Regions from separate parts of the Danio rerio genome. Here region 2 is linked to region 1. A link is a contact called in public Hi-C data. All regions are on one chromosome and are shown on one strand. The core of a region is the stretch at or near the end of the contact, and the rest is flanking DNA. Distances in the headings are between cores, read along the strand shown. Region 1 holds the start of thyn1 (thymocyte nuclear protein 1). Region 2 holds the start of dyrk1ab (dual-specificity tyrosine-(Y)-phosphorylation regulated kinase 1A, b).

Region 1 (2,604 bases), core at 67-2,566:
ATATGTCTTTAATAAATATTCTGATAATAAATGATCAATTTAAACATGTATAAATATTTCATACAAAAATAAAACTATATTTCTTGGTTTATTTTTACAATTATACACACACAGACATACATAATCCTCAAATGTGTATTGATGTGAATAACCTGCAGTGAGGGGCTGAACAGACAGTCTGGCTCTGGTGAAAAGGGACATGTCTTTGAGTGGGCCGCCCTTCACTCTGTGTTCCAGGTGATATTTCTTCAGCTCAGCGAGAGGAATAAAGCGCTTGACCATCCGTTCAAACTGAACATCCACCTGTACACAGTTCATCTCTGGTCACTTCTGATTCCCAAAATGCAAATAATACCTCTATTAATGTGTGTAAACTCATACCATATGCCATTTAGGGTTATCTGCTTTGCTAGAGGGGTCATAATGTACATCTTTCTTGTCAAACTGTGTATGGTCCACATAAGCCTCTTTAACAATCTGTGAAAATGATTCATAACATGATTCTTATTATCTGCTTCTTAAGCGCTCAGTATATTGACTCCTCACCTTCATGAGGCCAGCGATGCCTGGCTCTTTGCAGTTACTGTGGTAAAAGAAGGCCTGCTGGCCTACTTTCATTTCTCTCATGAAATTTCGGGCCTGAGGGGAAGATTTTTCAACTTAATAAAAGCTTTAATTACGTGAAAATGTGAAAAAATATTTTGATTAATATAGTATCAGTCAAAGTTCACCTGATAATTCCTCACTCCATCCCAGCATCCCGTCTGATTGGGAAGAGCTTTGAGGTCTTCAATTCCAAACTGCATTTGGAGACATGAGATCATGTTTTGTTATACACTTTATTTCAAGACTGATTTTTTAGTGTGTACTAAAGGATGTTTTTCTTGTGTTTTCTATTCAATATATTTATTATGTAGTTCTCTATAATATAGTATTGCTAGACTCTTTCATGCAGATAAAATTAAACAGTTAAATACTTTAAAATACCTTCACATCCACTCCATTTTCAATCCGGCTCTCAGGTTCAGACTTCATCAGCCAGCGGCTGTAAGATGGTTTGCAGGCGTCATCGTCGTTCTTATTCTCCACATCACCTTTTACAGCTGCTGACCTTTTTCTTTTGCCAGTTTTGCGTTGTGCAACATCATCAGACCCCTCATTGAGGTGGGCGTCTGCATCAGCTAAAATAACAAACCATTATTTAACGAAACTTTTCTTCAGTAGACATATAAAACGATGCAGCCTTTACATTATGCAGATTACTTACAGTGTTTATTAGATTTGGCGCTGCTTCGTGTTTTCCTGGGTGGCATTTTTCACTAGCAGACCGTGCGGCACTCGTGATCAAACAGCGCCCTGGAGGATGACATGCGGTCTGGAGAATCAGAACTGGATTTAGTCCGCTTTTATTTTAATCTCATCCACGGAATGTGGGGTATACACAATGTGAACATTAAAAGACCTCTGTTGAAATCGATTGCAACTTGTAATATCTTCATGTACTAAAAAACTTTTTCGATGACCCACGTGGTCACCTGTTATGGCAAGCCGATTTAACCTTTAGCTTCTGAAACAACAGTAGCTTATCTATTTTCATGCTTTTTAAAAATAACTTGATACAAGTACTTATTTCTTATGGTACTTCCTAATAAAAAAATAAACAAGTTTATCCCTTCCAAACAATGAAAGATCTTTTATTTCCATAAGGAAGTGTGTCTTCTTGTAGTACTGCTTCCCATATGAAATAACCTCGCTTAGTTAAACTAACCACAAGGTATTTGCATTAGAACTGTGTTATTTGTATGACAACAATTTCAATTGTATTTTCACAACTTAAAAGTCATTCAAAATTAATATTGATCAACCAATTTTTTTTTCTTGTCCAAATGTAATTGCTGATGTCAAAATTGTAATTGTTTATATCAAAATAATTGTTAATAACTTAAATTCAGTTGTTGATAATTAAATTGTTGATAACATTAATTAAATTTTAGCCATTCAATCAACCATTGAAAAGCTAGTCATTTCTTTTTATTTTTGATAAAAAAAATTAATTTCATTGTGTTCATTTTTGCTATTGTGTATCTAATAGGCTATGTTGAAAAATATTTACAGATATCAGCCATCTACTTTTAAACTAGTATCAATTATTGATATCACTTATTTACACTGCTACTAAAATCATGTCAATAGTAGATTTTAAGAACAGACATTTGAACTAGATTAACAATAAAAAAAACTTTATAATTGTATTTCTGATATGTAAAATGGGAGTGACTTTTAACTAGTGAAAATACAATTATTAAGAATTACTTTTCTTACTAGTTGAGATTCAGTTCCTGTTATAAAACTACTGAATTTGAAATGTAATGGGCTCTATTTACAGCTAGTGTATTTCAGCCAATGATAAACTTCTGGTTAATGTGACTATTTTTTTATTTAATAAGGTTCCTTTTACAGTATCTGGTGTAATGTAACAATACATTCAGTTAAATAGACTTAAGACATTCATTAGTTGTTTAAGCGTAAAATGATATGAAAGACTGTGTAACTGCTAGCCCCGTCAGAATCAGCAGGTGAGCGCAGAAATTCTATTGAAAATAC
Region 2 (2,604 bases), core at 59-2,558, 560 kb after region 1:
AGCTAGTCTATAGCCATTCGTGTTCTACTAACACATTAGCCAACAAACTGTTAGCAGAAGGAAATGGATATTTCAGCCCAGGAGGAACAAACTACGTACCACAGTTCCTATGACTTTAGGTTTTTGCTTTAATGCACTTGTTTCTTTTAGATCGGTTTCACAGAAAACAAAACTTCTTAACTAACATAGTTTTGCTTTTGAAATAATTTAAGAATTTGTAAACATTTGCACTAGAAAATATGATGTGAAGCTGAACAACATGTTTTATGTGTGATCAGAAGCTACAGTAAAGGGTACTTCCATATTCTAGTGTTTGGGAGTATAATTAGATCTATTATTTATTTATTTATTTAATTAATTCCTTTTTGGGGGTTTGGGAAGGAACTTTTGGTTCCCAAAAACAATGGTATACAAAACTTTATATAGTGGGATTATAAAGGAATCCACCGTGTTTGTTGAGTAGTGGTCTTTTTGAAACAACAACAACAACATTAAACCTGCGGAAAATATGTATGGGGCTAAGGTGGTTTTTACATTTTTTACTTCTGTTGTTGTCTTGATGAGTGTTGTTATTGGGTGGTGGTTGTATGTATGGAATTGTTGTCTTAAATCCAGTGTTACAGACAAATTTCCTTTCTGTGCCAAGCAGAACGCACAATAAAAAGTTTAAAGTTTAAAGGTAAAAACTGTTAAACTGGTGTTTTAAAACATTAATGTTACAAAATTTTGAGTAATTTATCACATGCATGTTTTGCTGAAATAAACTATTCAAGCAATTAATGAATAAATAAACAGGTTTTGAGGTTAGGCCATGGTTTTGCTTTAACAACCATATTAATTTGTAGCTACTAAAACTGGTACACAAATAAGGCAAAATTTCTATTCAATATCAACACATTAGCCAAACTATAGTCCAACCCAAACATAGGCTACTTGGTTTTTAATCATCTTTAAAAACTGCAAATATCAATTCTGATGTTTTAAAGCATAACTGATATACTAAAGTCCCTTTATGGTATTTGCTGATAACAAATTGTATAACGTTACATTTTTAGTGTGCTTGGGTTGATTCAAACATTTTGCAGTTGATTTTCAAAAACTTTGTGCAAGCTATTAATAGAAAAAAAATTAAATGCAGGCCAAACTGTGTATCTTTTAGCGAAATGATTAAACTATTGTGTTCTGTATGACAGTTCTACTTGACTGACACAACCTTTACTGCTCCCCTCCTACGAATCGTCATCTGAGCATCCGGGTACTAGGCTGCTTGATTGACAGTTGCCATAGCAACAGGCCAGGCTGTCGCCATTTTGTCAGTTGCTTTTTTAATCTTTCAAATGTTTTCGCTTCCCGCCGGAATAATGCAGTCACGCGCTCCTAACAGTGACAGTTTCGAAAAGCCTTCGCCAACCGGGTCGGACTAAAAACCACATCGGGGACAAAGAATCGGAATGTCTGGAGTATATTTGGTGGGCTAGTAGTCCGTGTCTCGGGTCCGCCGGGCCGGTCCGCTGCGCAGGTTTGGAACGCGCGCCATTTTGTGAAAACTGACAGAAAATCTTAACGGGTTTTGTTCACATTTTTACGCAGCTCTTTTTACGGCATCCTCACGCCGTTGTTTTTTCGCGACTAATTTTGCCTTTGAACCCCGTTAATTCGCGTCTCCGCCTCTCCAGGAGCGAAGAATCTTCAATGCGCGTTTCCGAGCGCTAGCTGGTTAGCTGCGTTCGTTCAAGTCACTGAGACAGAGCGCTAACTAGCCGCTAGCCTTCACTTCACCACTTATAAACCATGATCAACGCACAAATGAAGTCTGACACGGGCAAACACGAACTGGAAAGACGCTGTTGTACCTGTCAGCTCAAATAGGAAGGCGTTTAGCCCCGTCTGGCTCAGTACATTAGGGGTGTCTTATTGGAAGCAGCGTAGAGAAACTGGATCAGTCGCTTTACCTTACTGGATCTGGGACTTTAAATGAAGATCACACCATTAAAGGTGAGTCTTTGACATTTGTGGAGGTCTAAATGGATCATATAGCCTCTGTGGATTTGTTTACAAACTGTGAATGGTGGAAGCTACAGGCTAGGATTATTCGGCCTAACGGCTAGCCGATTAATAACTTTCTTCTGTTAGTTAGCGATCATTGTTAGCTCGTCCGATCACCTCCGCGTGCTTTTACACTCCCCCTAAGCATTTGCACAAGTTTTAGGATAACGTTAGCCTGTTAGTGGTCAAACCGGTAACGCAACCCGTGTGTAGCAACACTAACGTTAGGTCAGCTTGTTAGAGCAAACGTCGTGTGTGTTTTGCTAAGCCTAGTGATTTTATACACCATCAGAAAGTCGGCCAGCTGGTGATTAGAGAAGTGTAACTTAACGTTATGATCACATCATCTGTCTGATGGGAGTGTTTGGTTGGTAACGCTGCTGGTGATGAGGATGATGATGGCGATGATGATGAAGCCCCATGACTAGCGTGTTGTCAGTTAGCCATCAGGCTGGTTTCCTGTCGGGGGAGGGGGGGCTGACATTAGCCAGCGATGTGATGCCTAACCATAGTTATCCAGCAAACATTGCTCAGTCATGTAGTACGTTACGAGTTTAG

What was found. Hi-C and Micro-C count contacts between places; a contact is called where the count stands out from the background.
Region 2: a Hi-C map of hematopoietic stem cells shows a contact between it and region 1, with 3 times the contacts expected there. The contact joins the promoter of dyrk1ab here to the promoter of thyn1 in region 1. A contact is called at or near these places in 2 of 18 Hi-C or Micro-C datasets (hematopoietic stem cells and an unstated tissue).

The regions. Positions count from the first base shown.
Region 1 is chr15:21,781,516-21,784,119 of GRCz12tu, forward strand. It overlaps thyn1 (thymocyte nuclear protein 1), which reads right to left and starts at 1,317. Exons shown (of 7, transcript NM_200657.2): 1 at 1,268-1,317; 2 at 988-1,181; 3 at 732-800; 4 at 547-639; 5 at 382-477; 6 at 153-303. The coding sequence starts at 1,313.
Region 2 is chr15:22,338,439-22,341,042 of GRCz12tu, forward strand. dyrk1ab (dual-specificity tyrosine-(Y)-phosphorylation regulated kinase 1A, b) reads left to right here and starts at 1,309. Exons shown (of 11, transcript NM_001347831.1): 1 at 1,309-1,995.